Linked DNA regions of Mus musculus: region 2 is linked to region 1. The links are chromatin contacts, called in public HiChIP or PLAC-seq maps. All regions are on one chromosome and are shown on one strand. The core of a region is the stretch at or near the end of the contact, and the rest is flanking DNA. Distances in the headings are between cores, read along the strand shown. Region 1 has its middle 37 kb from the start of Gm31416. Region 2 holds the start of Reep3 (receptor accessory protein 3).

Region 1 (4,732 bases), core at 1,368-3,867:
ATACTCCCTATGTTCCAGCCTCTTGATGGGTCTTTTCTATCAGTCAAGCTGTAGGGAACAGAAGACCATAAGTGCCAATTAAGGTTTAGATATCATGGCACTGTTGTGGATATCCAAAATGAGTCATCCAAAAGATGTCTAACACTGGATATCTAAAGAAGCCAGAGTAAGCAGTGATGTAATCTATTCTGATACTGTTTTCAATAAACTGCCATGCTGGAGTAGGATGTGTATAAATCTGCCCTTGAAATCACAGAGGTGTTGCGGGAAATATTAAAAAAGAATCCACGCTATTGCAAGCAAGGCACCAGCGGGCTGACCGGCCATGCACTGGTGGGCAATGGCCAGCCTGTTCTCATCTTGTGAAGGCTCTCAGACTCAGTGTTCTGAAATCTCTCCCTAAGTTCCCACTAGTGGGTTGCTACCATGCCAGCTCCATGCTTCAAAACTCCCACGGACTTTTGTGGTACACATCTGGCAAACCCATGCTTTGCCACATTGTACCTTTCTCTCAGGTTACCCAGTCAAGCTGCTTCGTGCAGGAAAACACCACACAAACTTAATTCAGAAACAATGGTAATTCAATCACTGGGTGCAACAACTAGAATCCTAATCTTGTAATCCATAATAAATCTAAATCTAAATCCTGGCAGATTCACCATCTAAATTGGGAGACACTAGTAGCTACATCTTGTCCTCTCGCTATCCCCTTCCAAAAGCCCCTATCTCTCTCCTGCCTACTCTCTTCCTCTATCCAACCGGGAAGTCCTGCTTACTCGCCCAGTGATTGGCTCCTTTATTCATTGGGGGATGGTTCACAGGAAGTCACCTAAGTATATGACTCCTTTCTCAGTCCAGACAACCCCTCCTGGGAAAATGGAATTAACATCAAAATACAAATAGCACCAGGACCATCCATCCACAACAGAGAGGACCATCTTTTGCCTTCTTCATTCAACCTGTGTGCCAGTCTAGGTGTGTATATGTACCTGCCTGTGTGCAGCCTGTATGCACTGATGTGGGTCTGGGTATCTTCCAGGTTGATGATAAAAGGGATACCTAACTGTGTCAAAGATGGGATACTATCCATTTTGTCCACAACTTGAACTACCTTTTCTCATTCTTTGGGACAGATGTCGTGGCAGTGAGGGAAGCCAGAGGAAATCAGTACTCACTGACACAAGCAGATCTTGCTGTTTTAAGATCCCCAATGTGAACAGAGAAGGCAAGTAGTCCCTCAGGTGGGAAAAAAAAAAGTTGTCCCTTTCTGAGACTTCGCTGCTGTTCTTCCCCAACCTCTCTGCCTCTCCCTTCCTTTCTTGATTCGATCTTGGTTTTAGAGACAAGATCTCATGTAGCCCAGGCTGACTTCAAACTGGCTATAAAACCAAGGATGACCTTGGACTCCCAACTGTGTTGTTTTTACCCCTCTGGAATTATGGGCATGTGCCAATGCCTCCATGTCTGGTTTTATGCAGATACTGAGGATGAAGCACATGATTGTAAGGTACTGAGCAAACACTCTAACCTACTGAGCTGACCACACTTGACACCTCTGTGGTGGAGAATTCCCCTTCCTATCATAATTGGTCTCTGTTCTACAGACTATCTTTTAAATAACTTTATATATATATATATGTGTGTGTGTGTGTGTGTGTATATATATATATATGTATATGTATATGTATATATATATATATATATACATATATATGTATATGTGTGTGTGTGTTTTGCCTGTATGTATGTCTGTGTGAAGGTTTCAGATCCTCTAGAACAGGACTTATAGACACTTGTGAGCTGCTAGAAATTGAACCAGGGTCCTCTGGAAGAGCACGCAGTACTCCTAATCTCTGATCCATCTCCCCAGCCCCATCTACAGATTGTCTGTCCTTAAGACACATTGTCATTTTTCTATGCAGCCAATTTCCCTAGAAGAATCTGAGGAGAGAATCCAGCACCTGACTGTGATCAGCTCCAGAGACAGAGAAAGTTTTCTTCTCCTCTGTGGCCATGTTCCTGGTTCCAAAGGCAAGGTAAGGATGTAGATCTCCTAGGAAGGCATACTGAGCAGTTGCTAAACCTTTGCTTTAAAAGCTTTAAGTCTTTGCATTAAAGTCTTAGCAACAAGGACGTTGTCTTTGTTAAGGTTTCATTGCTGTGAACAGACATGACCAGGGAAATTCTTATAAGGGACAACATTTAACTGGGGCTGGTTTACACTTCCAGAGGTTTAGTCCATTGTCATCATGGCAGGATGCATGGCAGTGTCCAGGTAGGCATGGTACCGGAGGAGCCGAGATTTCTACTTCTTCATCCACAGACAGCAGAAGGCACCTGTCTTCCTCAGGCAGCTAGGAGTAGACTCTGATTCCACACTGGGCAGAGCTTAGGCATAGGCTCACCTCAAAGCCCACAGTGAAACACTTCCTCCAAAAAGGCCACACTTACTCAAACAAAGCCATACCTCCTAATAGTATCATTCCCTGTGGGCCAAGCATTCAAACACACGAGTCTGTGGAGGCCAAACCTACTCAAACCACCACAGACACTTCAAGAAAAGAAGGATGATTTACCAAAGGACATGTAGATATGAGAGTGGTTTTTAGAAACCAAAGAACCCAATGACTAAACCAAAACAGTAGGAAAACATTAGCCATACCCAGGACCTGAGAGCTGACTCTACCACGGAAAGGGCACCAAACCCAAGCCATTTCCAGAGTGGCAGATTAAAAACAGAACATGCCCCCCCCCCCCCCCCCGCCTCTTCTGGCCAGACTCACGTGGAGGAGAGCCAGCAGTTAAGACAGTATTAGAAATGTCAGCCTCTGGCACAGCCCTGGGCTGGACAGAACAGTGGGTGGTAAGGGAGGCCAAAACCAGTACCACAAACCTGGAACCACCAACCCCGCTGAGGGATGCTGTCCTGATTCCCCAAGCCAGTCCTTGTCCATGTCAGAGACAGAATCCTCCCCATGCTTGGGGGCTACTCACTCTACTAGCTCTGACATTTGAACAAAACTGCTGGTTTCCCATGTCCACTGGGAATTACTTGTGCTTCAACAAATTCATTTTATCTGTGAAACCAGAAAAGATGGACTTTTTTTCTTCATCTCTATTTTTTCCCATTTTTGAAATTTACCTACTCTAGAGAAAGAAACTCTTCCAGAATCGTTTGCATAGGAGAATATTTGCTTAAGAACATGAATTTTTTTTAGGGTGACATCAAAGTTGTATCAAGTTCTCAGATGTTTTCAGCTCAGTACCACAAACATTTATTGAGCAATGAGTTGATTGCAAGGCATTGTGGGAAGTTCAAAGACAAGTTACAGATGGTGTCCAACCCTCCCCCCAGGGATGGTAACACATCTGTCCAAAGACAGACTATGACATATGTTCTCATAAAGATTACTTGGTAGGCTAAGATAGCCTTGAGGGACTTACTAGAATCTGAAGATGAACAGAACTTTGATCAATGGGAATTTAGAGGGACAAAGAAGGTTACTTCATGCAGTGGTCTAAATGTTTCCCCTTCAAAACTTAAATTGCTGTTTAATTAGCACTAAGACAGTTTTAGAAAGGTGTGGTGGCTAGTTTTAGGTCAACTTGACACAAGCTAGATTCCCTGGAGAAGAGGAAGACTCAACTGAGAAAATGCCTCCATAAGATTGAACTGTGGGGAAGCCTGTAGGGTATTTTCTTAATTAGTTATTGATGTTAGCGGGCCCATTGTGAGTGGACCCATCCCTGGGCAGATGGTACTGAGTTCAAAGAAAGCAGGATGAGTATGCCAGTAAGCAGCACTCTTCCACAGCCTCTGCATCAGCTATACAAATTGACTAACACTTCAAACACAGGAGGTATCACTTTGGTAAACTGCTTTCTCAGATCAAGAGTTTGTAAACTCAGTGACTTTAGCAGTACATTCAGATGCAAAAGTTAGTTAATTTATTAATTAAAAGATGGTGAATACAAGCTTTCTAGAGAGCATTAGCATTCTGTTCTGCTCAATCCCACAATTTAGTGAGAAACAGGAGCCAAAGGCATAGTGGGAATTGTGGGAGCATTCTGTCACCAATTCCAGAGTTATTTCAGACCACAGGGATTAAATTATTTGACCTATGACCCCACACATCAATCTTTAACAGAATGTCTGACAGAATCACCTACAGGCCAATCTAATGGAGACATTTTCTCAATTGGCATTCCCTATACCCAGACAACACTAGCTTGTACCAAGTTGATAATAAACAAATAATCAAACTCGTAAAGGTACTTACAAAATTAAATCTAATCTAATCCATGAAGACTAACAAGATTTATTTCTATTGTAAAAATGAATTTTATCTTTCTCTCTTTTTTTTTAAAGATTTATTTATTAATTATATGTAAGTACACTGTAGCTGTCTTCAGACACTCCAGAAGAGGGAGCCAGATCTCATTACAGATGGTTGTGAGCCACCATGTGGTTGCTGGGATTTGAACTCCGGACCTTTGGAAGAACAGTCGGGTGCTCTTACCCACTGAGCCATCTCACCAGCCCTTATCTTTCTCTCTTAAGCATTTCTTTCCTCTTGGCAATTACCAAGAATTAAAATTGTAAGACCTATTGTCTTTCTCCAAAATTTTAATAAAATGATCTTCTTTGTTCTGATGTTGTCTTTAAATTCTTTTATCAACAAGATTAAGAACTCACAAAATGGAACCCTGAATATAACAACTCTGACTGTAA
Region 2 (4,732 bases), core at 1,531-4,030, 230 kb after region 1:
CATTAAAAACCACTCATTTATTGGTCTTGTGAGCTTTAAGTAAGTTGATGTTGTGACAATCAATTGAAGATGAGGAGACGCTGCTTGCTTGTCAAGCCTAAGTCCCTATGCTCACCCAATCCCGTGGTGGAAGGAACAAACTGACTCCCACAGGTTGTCCTCTGTCACATTACCCCAAGGCCACCCAAAACGATAAATTAAAAAAAAAAAAGGCAACTTAAGCTCAGGTGGGCTCAGTACAGTCAGAGGGGCTACACAGCTACTAAGTGGAGTCTGAGTCTGAGTCTAATGTATCATTCTTGTCCTCAGAGTTATGCTTCAAGGTCTGCAAAGAATTGCTCCTTAATCTTGGGAGTTCAGGTTTAGATAGGGTCCCTTGTCCTTGATGGTACCTCCAAAGGCTCGGGCTGAGGAAACTGTCTGACCTTGTTTAGGCCCAGCTGGGCATTTCAGTAGGTGAAGAAGGAGATACACAAACAAATTCTATTTCACAGTGCGGAGCAAGTATCTAGGTTTGTGTAGCTATTAGGACAGCTTTTACATTTAGAGATAACCCAAGCGCAGATGGAAACACACACACAGATGTTCCTCGACAAATGTGCTGGACCCGAAGTTCACGAAACACATTTCTTGACTCCTGATTAATACATGTTTTAATGACCTTTAAAAAAAAAAGTCACATTTGCATGCTTCCCCTTCACCCCAGACCTTCAACTCCACAGGCTGACCGAGCAGGAGCGCATCCTTCCTTCAGTACTGGACTCAGTGTTTCTGGGATTATAAAAGTCTTCATAAAACAATGGCCTCTCTTTCTCTTCCTGCTTTTCTGGCTCTCACTCTGTAATCTACCCCAGCTCTGGTTTACACCAGTCCACCTATCAGAAATCTTTTCCTTCTTCCTCTTTGGCGGTCTAGATCGGGTTCATTCCTCAAGGTCTATTATGAACGTAATCTCTTTTGCCTTCTTTGATGACGCTCCAACCACAGATAATTTCTTCCTTGTCTAACACTGGGTATTACACCAGGTATAACCCTCATAAGACCTGACATTCTGACCTGTACAGTAGATATCTGTGGATGTGAAATGTGTGTCCCATTAAGATCTCCTACGTGGTACTGACCTTTGTATTGGAGGTAGCGTAGCACTAAACATACTTCCTTTCACCAATTAAAAAAATAAAAATCTTATTTGATGAATGCAAACTCAAGGTGTTCCATAATTTTCCATCATTGAAAATGGTCTAAGAGATCAAAAGACAAACCCAGTTTTTTTAATGGGGCATTTAATTTGAGGGGCTAGGCCAAAATAGTGGAGGGACTTCTGGTAGGTTAAGAAAGTATGCCTGGATTATGTGGAAACCCGAAGACTGCCTTGGAAGAGGCAAAACATAATTTGAAGGCACCCGTGGCATAACTTTATTTATTTGTGGCTTTAAGATGAATACAAGAAGTTCAGAGGCTTTAAAGGACATTTTATGAAAGAGCAAATTTTGAATGCATTGCAAACTAGGTTACCTAGCTCACTTCCAAACGAAATAAAAGCAAGTTAAAAAAAAATTAGCTCCTTCTCCGTAGTGAAAATAATAATGCCCAAGTAATGTCATTTTCTCCCTTCAAATTATAAGCTAATCAGCGAGGCCTGTTAACCTCATATAAACATTTCATTAAGGTACTCAGATGACACTACTGCTACATGAATAATGAATTCCCGCCCCCAGGCTTTACCTAATTTATGGCCCTTTATTTGGTGACTTTGCTTTAGAGCGCACAGGGTAAGGTGAAAGATGGGAAGAGAACCGGTTTAACTTGTATTCAAATACCTTTGCAGATTAAACAACACATCTCAACTTTTCCCCCCTCCTCTCCCCATCCGCAGCTCTCGTTTGTATCACAATCAGTGAACTGAGGAGATGACCCGAACAAAGGGGACTGGCACCTGCGCCTTCTCCATTGCAAACATTTCTTCCCACCCACGGCCCTCCACGGTCAGCGTTTGCCCGACCTTTCTAGCGCAGGCTCTTTCCCAGGTCACCTCGGGACCCCTGAGCAAGACTCTGCAGCCCGGGCTCTGACACCGATCTCTCCTCCTCCTACACGTGACCAAGCGGCGTGCGCCGCGGACAGACACCGCAACGCGGTAGACCTGGTGACAAAGGCTCGGGCGCATCCGGAGTCCCGCCGGCCTCCCGCGCTCAGCGTCGGCGGAGCCTGCGCAGGGCGGTGCCGCGCAGCGCGGGCCGCGGGAGCGGGAGCCGCAGCCGGGAGCGCGCCGCGGAGCCGAGCAGAGCCCGCCGCGCGCAGCGCCGGGCAGCGGAGGAGCCGAGGAGCGGAGCAGCGCCTGCCGCGTAGCCGAGGAGCGGAGGGGAGGCCGAGGAGAAGCCGAGCAGAGCCCGCCGCGCGCCGGGGAGCGGCTCCACGGAGCAGAGCCCACCGCCTGCCAGTCCGTTCGCCCGCGCCCTGCTGCTCCCAACGCCGCCGCCGCCCCGGAGCCCCGCAGCGACTGGGACACGGGTGAGCAGGCCGCGGCCCGTGAGCTTGGCTCCGGCAACCGGGCCCCAAGCGTCTTCCCCGCCCGTACTTACACCACGGCTCGGGAGATCATCCAGGACACCATCTTTTCGGCCGATGGGCCGCTGACCGCAGGCCGCGCGCTCCCCGCTCGCGCTCCCCGGGGCCGCGCTGGCGCCCTCGGGAGCCGGCCCGGTGTGTGCGCGCGGTGCCCGGAGCCGCCCGGAGCCCGGTCCCCCGCCCGTCCGCCCCCGCCCGCGGCCCCGCCGGCCCTGCCGGCCCCGCCCCTGCGCTCCGCTGATAGGCGGCGGCTCCGGGACCCCGCGGGCGCTGCGCTCCACCGAGCTGCGCGGTCACCTCGCTTCCCCGGGCCGGGGGACTCCGGGCGGGCGGTGAGAGCGCGTGGGAGCCGAGGCCGGGGGCGGGGGAAGCCGGGATTGTGAAGTGTCTGGCTAGGTGCGGCTCCGGTGCTCACCGAGGCTCGGCAGCCAGGGCCTACCACAGGCCTGGGTTGGCACGGCGAGGCTCGTGGTGCAATGCAGGGGCCAAGGGAGAGCGTCGGGGGTCACGTTTGGAGTGATGGGTTTGCAGGGATGGCGAGGCTGTTCTGGGCCCCTTGGGGCACCTTTTCCATCAGCGTCAGCCAACTCCTGTCTGTCTTGCCTGCCCCACAGCCTAAAACGTGGACCCAGGATTTCCGACCCGTGGTGCTGTTTACAAGTGTCCTTATTTTTTTTTTCCGTCACGCGCGCGCGCGTGTGTGTTACCTCTTAACACTGTCCAAAATTTTAAGCTGACCTTTTAAGTTACTGTAGGTGTTTTTTTTTCTTGGTCCCCTGGTGGAAGCAATAGTAAAAGTTCTCTAAGCTAGAAAGAATAATGTCTGTAATGTGGTGTTTGGAGCCTTTAATTAAAGTCCTAGAAAATATGATGGCTCATTTTGGGACGTACTGTAATTTAATCTTTTTGTTCCCCAGTTTCCCCATAATAAAAAGAGGCTAATAATACTCTTGCTTACCTCCTGCTTTTCAAGGATGATGTAAGGTATTGCTAATTAATGTGTTTAGGAAGGAGTCGGATTTGCCTGGGATGGTATCAAGGGACAGGGATAGGTTACCATGAGTGCCTTGTAGTTCATGAGGCCTATAAATTAAGAAGAATTTTGGCCATGAAAGAAAGCAGCAGGGGAGGGATGGTGGTGAGCTCTTGTGATCCCAGCACTGTGGAGGAGGTGGAGGCCTGCGGGGTTTCCTTCCACAGAACCAGGAAGAGAAGTCCTCCGCTGCTTTCTGCTCTTCCGTTCCTTTTTTTTTTTTTTTTTTTGCTTATTTACATTAAGAATGTGTGTTTTTATTTCAGGGGCTGCGGTGATTGCGTTTGTCCTGGTTTATTTAGTTTGACCATTGTTCAGCGTTACTGGGGAGATGTGCTTGCCCTCTAAGCAGCAGTTTTTCTGGCACATACCTTCCTTGTCCTTTCATGTCCTTCCATGGGCAGAGCGGTCTTGTAATGTCTTTATTTACAGCCTTTCGTTCCTCATCCTTAACATATCTTTCCCCTCCTCTCTTTCCTGAGCTAAGGTGTGTTTTCGTGCCCTTGACTGAATTGCATCTTTTTCTTGGATGCTTTATTTCCCATTCTCTACCTTTCTGACCTCTTAAATCCCCCCCCCCCAATTCCCTGCCCCCCACCCTCCCTCATAATTTATCCCTTAAGTTTCTGGACTCCTTTCACCCCTCCGCATTTAGTCTCTTCTGCCTGTTTTGCAGAGGTGATGGCTCTTGTTATTGTTTGCAGGACACAGCCCCCTTGTTCCTATTTCAAAAAGCCACGGGTTGTAAACCACCTACCTACCCTGGGTTGCTACAGTGTTGTTGAGTCATCCTGCCGCCCCAGACAGCCCTGGAGTGTTGATTCTCCTTGGTACCATGGAAACGGAGGTTTAGAGAACTTAACTCTGTAGCCAGTGATCCCCATGGTTCATAGGTAATGGAGCTGAACTCCAGTACTTTTGAGTCATACCTGAGTTGGGTGTGAGTTGGTTAGTCCAGGGGGAAAATTAAAAATTAGCAAGCTGCTTTTCTTCGTTGTTGTGACTGGCATTAACCACTAGCAAGCAGGTGGGGATGGGTCTGGGGATGCTGCACTCTGTGCTGTGTGGGGGACATCCTGAACAAAGACTGTTCCTGTGTCCTTCCTGGTTTAGGAAGATCATGCTTGTCAT

What was found. HiChIP or PLAC-seq counts read pairs in DNA pulled down with a chosen protein or histone mark.
Region 2: a contact with region 1 is called in a BATF HiChIP or PLAC-seq map of CD8 T cells, with 5 read pairs. The contact joins the promoter of Reep3 here to the enhancer-like site in region 1. A contact is called at or near these places in 3 of 39 promoter capture datasets (the C10 cell line, the SN4741 cell line and neural stem cells), 1 of 15 datasets of contacts at CTCF or cohesin (the NIH/3T3 cell line), 6 of 484 Hi-C or Micro-C datasets (the C2C12 cell line, bone marrow-derived macrophages, memory CD8 T cells and 2 more), 14 of 115 datasets of contacts at active chromatin or transcription factors (the 230-238 cell line, CD8 T cells, bone marrow-derived macrophages and 8 more) and 3 of 9 other capture datasets (adipose tissue, embryonic stem cells and liver).

What each region holds. Positions count from the first base shown.
Region 1 is chr10:66,868,569-66,873,300 of GRCm38.p6, forward strand. No RefSeq gene overlaps it. Among named protein-coding and RNA genes, the nearest start is that of Gm31416, 37 kb to the left of the region's middle. Within about 2 kb of position 2,618, at least 12 of the 459 cell types and tissues checked have an H3K27ac peak or open chromatin away from gene starts, as enhancers often do. A contact at or near this core is called in CD8 T cells, the SN4741 cell line and memory CD8 T cells, where this site is marked.
Region 2 is chr10:67,094,208-67,098,939 of GRCm38.p6, forward strand. It overlaps Reep3 (receptor accessory protein 3), which reads right to left and starts at 2,781. Exons shown (of 8, transcript NM_178606.5): 1 at 2,583-2,781. The coding sequence starts at 2,614. It also overlaps a transcript of Jmjd1c not described here.